Linked DNA regions of Mus musculus: region 1 is linked to region 2. A link is a contact called in public Hi-C data. All regions are on one chromosome and are shown on one strand. The core of a region is the stretch at or near the end of the contact, and the rest is flanking DNA. Distances in the headings are between cores, read along the strand shown.

Region 1 (4,843 bases), core at 917-3,416, 500 kb after region 2:
CAACTCAATGGTCTGAGCAGCAACATGTTTTAAAAGACTTTATTTTGCTTTAAATTATGTGCCTGTGGGGGGGTGGGGGAATGGTTAGTGCAATGCCTGCAGAGACAAGAGGTGTTGGTCCTTTGGAGCTGGAGTGATTGGGGGTGTGAGCCGCCCACACAGATGCTGAAGCCCGACTTGGGCCCTACCCACTGGGCTCTCAGTAGCCAGCGCCCTACATTTTGAAACTGCTCCCTTCAGCTTCCCTTTGAGCGTCTCTGCGTTAGTTCATTTGTATTGTGTGTTTTAGTTCAGATCTAATTGTCAGTGAGTCTAGTTTCCTGAGTAGCGAAATGACTTTCTAGTCCTTAGCCCTCCAAAGCATGCGTGGCAGACCCCCTGCTGCCACCAGGGGGAGCACTGCACACACTCTGTTGGCTCCTGTCCTTCACTCTATGGAGGTGTGCCTTTCTGGGGGGGTGGGGAATGGGGATGGTCCCCCCCAGGCAGGCAGGCGATGTCTCATCTGTTACCTAAGGGCCCTTGGTGAGGCTTTGAGCGCAGGAGCCGTAGCTGGATGGCAGGTCCTTCCATAGCTCCTGACATTTCCTAGGCTGCTCTTCCACTGCAGCCTCACACCGTCCACTCCTGCTGGCACGTGTGGTGCCAGGGTGAGGACCCCCGAAGTGGGAGTGAGGGGTATAAAGTGACAGTTGGTTATGTTCGGGGCCATTTGGCCTTCTCTTGTTTAGATTCTGTGTGGTGAGGTGGGCACAGACTGTGGCATGCAGGAAGAGATGAGAAGGGGGCTTGTGGGAGTCGGCTCCCCCCACTGTATGGGTCCTGGGGGGCAAACTGAGGTCTTAGGGTGTCTACAAGTGCCTTTGCCCGCTGAGTCATTTCAGTGGCCTGGCATTGTCTTTTAGGGATAAAATATCAAGCGTTCACTCTTCTGGTGGCTCCACCCCACAACCCTTTGACTAGAGACATCCACACTTAGTACCGAGAGAGGTCTGTGGCCTCTGTTCAAACAGTGGAGTGGAGATAAATGCGTACTGTGCATTTGGTATAGATGGCAAGTTGAGTACTAGACTCCAGGGTGTGCAGGATGTGCTGGCCGCTGTCCCCCAGAGAGGGCGGGGCCAGGCTAGGCGCCCATAGAGGGCTCCTGTGGTGTCTCTTGCGCGCCTGTCCATGGAGTTTAAGGAAACACGTTTCTCCCGAGAGCCGCAGCGTTGTGCTGCTTAGAAGCATATCAGGTGACAGGTTACCTCCAGATGCATGGCCTCTGTCCTGCTTGCTGTCTTCTCTCCTGGGAGATGCTTGTTGTAGGCTCTGTGCTTAGGGGTGAACAGCTGTGATCCCCACACTTGGGAGGCAGGAGGAGCATTAGTGTGAAGCCAGCCTGGGCACCTTAGTCTCAGAGTAAACATAACATCAGGCTGGGCAGCCTGGGGGTAGAGCACTCACCTAGCGAGCACAAGCCCAGGTTCAGTTCCTCAGCACCACAACTGGCCAAGGGCCAGCAGGTCAGGGCACTGAGCCCAGCTGGAGATGGCCCAGGCAGCCCAGAGCTCCCAGGTTCTGCCCACTGTCTTGCCTCAGCTTTCCAGAGTAGCCTCTTACTAGAAGCCATGTTCAGAAGCCTGCAATAGCTACCCAGCCATGTTGTCCCCACAAAGCTGTTCCCCCTCTCCCCACAGGCATTCAGAGGCTAGAACTCCCTGCACAGGCCACTGCTTAGCACCCAGAGAGGGTGCCCCCATGGGTGGGGCTGTGCGGCACAGGAGCTCCTGTGAGCAGGCTGTCTCCTGAGCAGATGAGCAGTGGACAAGGAAACAAACTCCCAGTGCTGGGACCTGTACCCTGTGGACGCTCAGCAGTGCCCCTGAACTCCCCCCACTGCAGTCCAGAGCAGCTCCGGAGCTAACCACAGAAATGCCTTCAGACTTTTAGGGTTAGCCTCCCGTCGACCCCCACTGCACTAAACAGGTCAGCCTCAAAGGAGAATCGAATTCCCTCTAAAATTGAATTGGTTTCTGTCACCTGTCCTGCCTGCAGTGGCAGATACGCTTCATGAGAGCAAGGGCCTTCACTTGAGGTGCACTGTGGGGCATGAGTCCTCTGCGGCTGGCCTGCAGTAGTTCTGTGAAACAGTTGCCAAGGGTGCCCTAGTGTTACAACCTTTAGAAGTGTGAGCATGGAGACGCTGACATGGCTGCCCACCCCGCCACCCCTGGCATTACACTGCGGGGTCTGACCCAGCCAGAGCCCTCAGCAGTCTCTCCCATGGGGTGGGACCAAGATGATAGTGCACTGAGGCTGCCACGGGGCCTGACCAGAGTAAGCCCCAGGTTCAAAAGTGCCCTGCAGCCTAGAAGTGCTAGGCCTCCTGGCATTTCCTCTGGTGGACACTGTCTCTGACCCTGCGCCCTCCCTCCTGCTCTGCAATCAGCCTCCTGCCTCCACACTAGGGTCTTGGTGTGTTGCTGCTCTCCTGACCGTGTGACTTCACAGCGTGTGTCCCTAACCCAGTCTAAAGATGCTGCCCCAACAGTTTCCCCAGGTCCTCCAGATTTGTGGCTAAAGGCAAACAGATGGTTGGCCACACTCTACCTCACAGAGACAAGCACAGGGACAGCCCTGGCTCTAGGCCTCTGGGAGTGTCTGGGTTGGGCTGTGTGCTGTGTGTTGTGTGCTGTGTGCTGCTTGTGTGCTGTGTGTTGTGTGTTGTGTGCTGTGTGCTGCTTGTGTGCTGTGTGCTGTGTGTTGTGTGCTGTATGTTGTGTGCTGTGTGCTGCTTGTGTGCTGTGTGTTGTGTGCTGTGTGCTGCTTGTGTGCTCTGGACCCACTTAACATAATTCTAGAGCAGAGTTGTGCCTGTGCCCCAGCCTAGGAACAAGTCCTGGGGCTTCTGTGTGGTCAGCTCCTCTCTTGCTAGGACTTTGGCAGCCGTGGGGCCTTGTGGTCCCCTGTCCTCTGAGGCTGGGCCAGGAGGAGGCTTTGCTCTTTTCCATGTGGTGCCTAGAATCTGTTCCTCCTTTTGTCAAAGTCAAGATATGAAGGGCGTAGGCAGGCTCTCCTAGGGACCAGGCAGGGTGTGAGTGCAGCTGCAGCCACCACCTCACCTAGGAGGTGCAGCCACAAGGGTGGGACTCAGTTGGAGAATGGTTGCTGTGTGGCAGGGGCTCTTCTCTGGATAGGGTGGCAGGTTAGAGACTCAGGACCATGAGGTTCTGACACCTGGGCAACGGCGGGATGTGCAGGGGAGGATCGTGTACCCTGCCTCCAGCTAAGGGAGATGCTAAGCCAGATGAGAGGTGCAAAGAGTACCCCAAAGGTGCCACTGAGAATCTCAGAGAATAGAGAGGGATGTCTTCTGAGCAGAGCCACAGGAAGGAGACCTGTGCCACTGTTGCTCCCTCCCCTTACCTCCCACCTCCGCCTTTTCCTCTTGAGTAATACCTGTAATACCAGACCATCCATCCCTGCTGGTAACTTTTGCTCTGTTTCAAAAGCACCCCTGGAAGGGACATCAGGAGGGTTTCAGCAGAGAGCCATTGTGGAAAGCGAAATGCTAACAGCAGTGTCTGCCGCCTCTTTGCCAACAGAAAACCTGGAATACAACGTGGAGCCTCAGGAAATCTCGCACCCAGATGTGGGGCGCTACTTCTCGGAGTTCACAGGCACACACTACATCCCAAATGCAGAGCTGGAGATCCGGTACCCCGAGGACCTGGAGTTTGTGTACGAGACAGTGCAGAATATTTACAGTGCAAAGGAGGACACAGCCGAGTAAACTCAGGGGGTGTCACATCTGTGCTGCTGCTGCTGCTGCTGCTGCTACCTTCTAGGGGACCAGGATTCCTGAAGGACGTGTGCTGCCCCTGGAGTCAGCACAGGACAGCCACTTCACCAGCAGCCTGGCTGCCTCCCCACTTTAGATGGTGTGCGCTCCTCCAGCCACAGACAGCGTTGCTCTCCGCTACACTAGTGAATCAGTTGAAAGGCACCGTGTCCCGTGGCATGGCTCGTGTGCTTGTCCCGTGGTGACAGTGTGTGACATTCTGTCCTCTCACCCCCTTCCCATCCCTGTCTCCATCTACCTTGTGTCAGTCTCTCCCGCTGGACAGTCAGTCGGGGCCATATTTCCTCATCTCTGGAACAAGGTCGCTGAGTCAGGCCTGCCGCCCTCTGCCTTCCGTTAGATTGTACTTGGAGAAGGGCATGGAGGTGGGAGTCAGAATGATCACGGTTCAGGTTTTGCTAATACAGAAACACAGATTTCAAGTATTCCCTTTTTTTGTTGTTGTTATTTTTAATTTAATTTGGGAGAACAGTGTCTCCCTTCTCTCACTGGGTCTGTGCACATTTCTGCCTGTTGTGAGCTCCTGTCTTGTTACGTTGGTTCTCTGAGCAAATGCACAGCAATGGCCTTTCCGAGTGAGCTGCTCCTTTAAGATGACTACTCCTTGGTTAACTTTAAGATCTACTCCAGTATCCTGAGCAGATCTTAAGTCGGTCATGGGCCCGCTTCAGTAGCAAAGCCTGCAGATCAAAGGAAAATGGCTCTTAAAACTTGTACCTCCTGGTCCCCAAACCAAGAGAACGGGTCTGTTCTTCTGATCAGGAAAATGAACTGATGAAGCCTAACCAGGGGAGACAGGTGTCATGTTCCCTGTCACTCCTGAGTCACACATCCAGACCCTCCATTTTGAGAGTGTTGGGCTTACGGGAAGCGGAGCACATGCTCTGGGCTTCAAGCTGCCTGTCTGAAGGCTCCAGGACGCTGACTCTTGGATGAGGTCTGGCCTCAGGTCACCCTTGGCTTCTGCCTGATGCTGTCTGTGAGTGAGGAGCAAGC
Region 2 (5,097 bases), core at 970-3,469:
AACCTCTGAGCCATCTCTCCAGCCCACAAAATTCCTTTCTTTGGCTCAGGTTGTTATGGCTTTCTTCACCTTTGAGCCATAAATGTGTGAGCCTAAGCATTAGGGTGATTTGACCACACACACACACACACACACACACACACACACACACACACACTTTAGGGTAATCTGACACCACACACACACACACACACACACACTTCAGGGTAAGCTAACCACACACACACACACACACACACACACACACACACACACACACACACACACACTTCAGAGTAATCTGACCACACACTACTCAGGGTATAACCACACACAAAAACACACACACTTCAGGGTAAGCTGACCACACACACACACACACACACACACACACACACACACACACACACACACACACACACTCACACACTTTGAAATCATAGCATTAAAATGTACAGTCAGGTCCTGCAGCACGAAGAAGGCTTTAGATTGTATATCTGTCCTACTGATCAACCACTGTCTACTCCACAGTCCAAAGTCACCTGAAAAAATTCAGAATTGAATCAGAATAAATTAGTCTTTATCAGGATATCCTGTGGCCACATCTGAGAGCAATGTCTTGATTGCTTAATCATGCAGGCAAGCCCAGCCCACTGTGGGTGGTGCCATCCCTAGGCAGACAGGCCTGGGCCTGGGCTGTAACAAAGAGGCAGCACCCTCAGTGGACGACTGTGACCTGGAAGTGTAAGCCCCCTAAGCCCTCCCTCCCTCCCAAGCTGCAAATGGCCAGAGTATTTTGTGAGAGCATCCGGGATCAAACTAGAACAGCCTTGTTCTAAACGTTCATCCTGCATCCCCTGTACAGAGTCCAGCTGAAGGAGGTTTACCTACACTGTGTTCTTACTTGTCTCTAGGTGACCCAGTTGCTACCTCCTGTCCCCGTCCTGACTTCACAGTCACTCTCGGGGTGTTGGCTTTGCCCTGTAGCTTTGTGTGTGTGTGTGCGTGTGTATGAAAAATGGAATTTATGAAATTTATAGACTCTGCTTTCCGTGAAATCTATATTTTATTGTAATACACAGTCATGGCCACAAGAGGGCAGAAGGAGCCCACTAAATTGCCTGTGCATCACCACTCATAGATTTATAAAACTTATTAAATAATAATATACTATGAGTGTATAAGGTCCTTGGCTACCATAGATAATACGAATGAAGGTTCTTATTGTATATGTAGAGACACTTGAAGGCTAGTAAAAATCAAAGCTTGATTGGCAGTCAGTGTTTGCAGATTTATTTATGACATTGTTTAAGGAGGGGACTCTTTGGAATCCTGCTTCTATCCCCAGCTCCTTTGTTTAGAGAGGTCCTTTTCCCTGTTCTATACTATTCCTCAGCTCATGGTGCTCAGTACTTTTCAAGATTCATTTCCAGCCTCAAGCTATCCATAGGTCTTCTTCTAGGGAAGCCAAGATCAGAGGCCAGCCAATGAAACTCGGATTTATGTCTAGCTGGCTTGTTCTGAGTCCCCTCCCCCGCACCCCCTCCTCCCGGCCAAATTCAGCTGAGGTATCTACTCCCAGAAGTATGAAACAGGGCCTGTCTCTCCCGGGTTTCAAACCTGGACTGTGAGTGCGGACTGTTGATCATGTACTGAGCGATCACCTACGCTCGGCACTTCCATTTGATAAGTGAGAACAAGGCCCAGACAAGTTAAATGATTTGTCCAAGTGGCAAGTGGGAGGAGGAGACTCAACCCCAGATTCAGCCAAGTTTTTGCATAGTGGAGCATCTTTCACTGGCTACCAGCAGAGGGCAGTGTGGACGCTCCCTGCTGGTTCCCTCTGCAGTTCTCCTGAGTGCCACAAGAGGGCGATTGAGAGACACCACTCCATTCCCTTGGGCAGGGCGCTTGGGTTCATGTCCAGCTGACTGCCTTTGTCCCCTCCTCTAGGAGATCTCCCCTGACCAGCTGAGCTTGGAGGACCTCCTGGAGATGACCGACGAGCAGGTGTGTGAGACCGTGGAGAAGTATGGAGCCAACCAGGAAGAGTGCGCCCGGCTCAACGCCTCACTCTCCTGCCTCAGGAATGTGCACAAATCAGGTGAGCAGTCCAGGCATTCGGGATTGTCCCCCCAGCTGGTCGGCCACTGTCCTTCAAGCTTCCTGTGCAGGCCAGCACGGAAGAGAATGGGCTCTGGATACCAAAGCCAGCTTTAGGGGCGGAGATGTCTGTGAGAGGTGGAAGTGGGCGGGGCTTGGACCTCGCCCCGCAGAGGATGGCTCAAAGTGGGTCCTGGATAATTACGGTTCAGATGTGGTAATCTTGGCTGTACAAGGGAGGCCGGCATCTTCCCCCCTCAGTCGTCCAGAAGTGGCTTTGTATGCTGAATATGTTCTGGTTATTTCTGTGCACAGACACTATACATTCTTTGTAACAGAAATCAGGTTGTAGCTGCTCCAGGGACCAGAAGTTGTTATTTTAGTATATTCTCTTGGCGCTTGGCACAATCCTTTCACACCAGTGAGTACATACTGCTCTTTCTCTCTCTCCCCCTTTCTCTCTGTCTCTGTCTCTCTCTCTCCATACAAGAGGTCCCAAGTTAAATTCTGTGACCTTTGCTTTATTATTTTACGATCTAAACATGTCATCATTTACCCCCCTGGCTCCGTCCAATCGCTTGCTCAAAACTGTGATGCAGGGTTAGAGCTGTGGCTCAGTTAACTGGTAGGATGCTTGCCTAGTAGACACAAGACTCCGGGTTTGATCCCCAGCACCTCATAAATGGGGTGTAGTGGGCATGCCTACAACCCCGGCCGGCACTTGGGAGGTTGAAGCAAGAGGAGCTGGAGCGCAAGATCATCCTTGGCTACACAGGGAGTTTGAAGCCAAAGTAGGATGCTGGAGACCATGTCTCAGAAGGAAACGGAAGGAAACCCATGGTGTGAGCTGCAGCCTGCTGAAGGTTGCTTCTGGGCTCTCTACAAATTGTTACAAATATCGGCCCTGTCATTTCAGTTCTCACCACAAGGTGGCGCCGTCGACCACAGGACCGGCCCAATCTGATGGCTGTTAATTCTTAACTCTGGTTAGTCAATATGCAACCCGCAATTACAATTTACGGAGTGACTGTGAATATGGCAGGAGGGCGGAGGACCCAGCAGTGAACCAGATAGAACAGGGTTCCAGCGCGCAGGCCTGATGACTTCCGCTCCATTTTAAGATCCCACGTTAAGAACAAGACAGTTGTGGTGGCTTAGGTTGGTCAATCTCAGGGCCAGGGAGGCATGACTGGCTGATACCCGAGGCCTGCTGGTCAGGGAGCCCTGCCTACCCAGCCAGTTCCAGTTTGCGAGAGACTCAGTCTCAAAATACAAAACAAAACAAAAGAAAACCCCAAACTGAAAATCCCACAAACAAATAAGGTGGATAGCATGGAAGGGGTTGGCCGAGGTCCACTCTGGTCTCCACACGGACGTACAGACATGAACATGTATGTGTGCCGCCCTCCAAACTGCACCAAATCCCAGTGTGATCCCAGGAATAGTTTCCTGCCTAGCAGTCTGCTTCTCCGCGTGGCTCCTTGTGGCTGTGTTCTAGCCCCGCTCCTCTACCCTGGCTCCTGCTCTGGATGCTTCCCCTGTCTCCTGTTTTCCTCCAGTCCTGAGAGAACTGCTGTCTTAAGAGAGCGCATCTCTAGGATGTCACAGGAGGAGATGTTCGCGATGATGGATGTTGCTTCCTGGAGAGTTCCCTCTGGATTGCTGTTTCCTTATCTCTCTGAGGGCCAGATGGCTTCTCAATCGGGTGTCTGCTCCCCCCTCCCCCTCCCCCTCCCCCTCCCCCTCCCCCTCCCCCTCCCCCTCCCCCTCCCCCTCCCCCTCCCCCTCCCCCTCCCCCTCCTTCTCCTTCTCCTTCTCCTTCTCCTTCTCCTTCTCCTTCTCCTTCTCCTTCTCCTTCTCCTTCTCCTTCTTCTTCTTCTTCTTCTTCTTCTTCTTCTTCTTCTTGTTGACAGGGTTTCTCTGTGTAGCCCTGGCTGTCCTGGAACTCACTCTGTAGACCAGGCTGGCCTCAAACTCAGAAATTCACCTGCCTCTGCCTCCCAAGTGCTGGGATTAAAGGTGTGTGCCTCCACCGCCCGGCAACCAGATGTCTTCTTGTGCATGGTTTTGACACAGCTGTGCAGGAACAGATCTGAGTTACACTCCACCCTTGCCCCTCCCCCCCATGCATGCACACACATGCACATGTGTAGAATGTGTTCAGTGTCGTGTTTCCTGATACAGGACCCAGCCTGGCGGGCATGGAGGGGAGGTGGGTATTTCAGATTCATTCCTGTTGTATTCTATAGTGTCGCCATTTGTATATGTGTGATGCTGGTGACTGTACCCAGAGCCTTGGCCGTGCCAGGCAAGTGTTCTACCACCGAGTCACAACCTCATTGTATTCTGTCCTCTATACCAAATGCTGGCCATGACCTGATACTCACACAGGACACTTCGGGGTTGTGATCTGTGGCCTGAAAAGCTAAAAGTCTACGGGTTGGAGGGATAGCTGAGGGTCCAGTGTACTGACTGCTCTTGCAGAGGATCCTAGTTTGCTTCCCAGTACCCACTTGGTGACTCACAACTGCCCGTAACTCCAGTTCCGGGGGTTCTGATGTTTTGTTCTGGCCTCTATAAATGCCTATATGGATACACATATGTATCAGAAACTCAGAGAAAGAAGGGGGTGGGGCATGCGTGCACGTGCACACACACAGTCCAAAATACACATTTTACACCTTTAGTCCCAGCACTTGAGAGGGCGAAGCAGGTGGATCTCTTGAGTTTGAGGCCAGCCTGGTCTACCTAGCAAGTTCAGAATAGCCAGGGCTACCTAGTGAGACTCTGTTTCAAGCCAACTAAACAACAAATCTAATCTTAAGAAAAGAAAAAAAACAAAACAAAACACTAGCGATGTTGGTCATGCTGCTAGATCTACGCCATCTCAGGTCCTTCTGAAGTTCCCATGGCAACAGCTTGCTATTTCCCACTTCTCATGAGTCAGGACTTGGATTCGGAACACCAGTGGCTATGGCTGTTGCTGCTTTGCAAGACCCCCGTGGCACACAGGGC

What was found. Hi-C and Micro-C count contacts between places; a contact is called where the count stands out from the background.
Region 1: a Hi-C map of the N1E-115 cell line shows a contact between it and region 2, with 12 times the contacts expected there. The contact joins two enhancer-like sites. A contact is called at or near these places in 3 of 15 datasets of contacts at CTCF or cohesin (embryonic stem cells, large pre-B cells and pro-B cells), 35 of 484 Hi-C or Micro-C datasets (B cells, the Ba/F3 cell line, the C2C12 cell line and 21 more), 14 of 115 datasets of contacts at active chromatin or transcription factors (T-cell acute lymphoblastic leukemia, astrocytes, craniofacial prominence and 9 more) and 1 of 9 other capture datasets (embryonic stem cells).

What each region holds. Positions count from the first base shown.
Region 1 is chr5:118,004,420-118,009,262 of GRCm38.p6, forward strand. It overlaps Fbxo21 (F-box protein 21), which reads left to right. Exons shown (of 12, transcript NM_001346588.1): 12 at 3,591-4,843. The coding sequence ends at 3,778. Among named protein-coding and RNA genes, the nearest start is that of Tesc, 21 kb to the right of the region's middle. Within about 2 kb of position 2,167, at least 14 of the 459 cell types and tissues checked have an H3K27ac peak or open chromatin away from gene starts, as enhancers often do. A contact at or near this core is called in the N1E-115 cell line, where this site is marked.
Region 2 is chr5:117,503,557-117,508,653 of GRCm38.p6, forward strand. It overlaps Ksr2 (kinase suppressor of ras 2), which reads left to right. Exons shown (of 20, transcript NM_001312914.1): 3 at 1,933-2,083. Among named protein-coding and RNA genes, the nearest start is that of Gm42013, 22 kb to the left of the region's middle. Within about 2 kb of position 2,220, at least 17 of the 459 cell types and tissues checked have an H3K27ac peak or open chromatin away from gene starts, as enhancers often do. A contact at or near this core is called in the N1E-115 cell line, where this site is marked.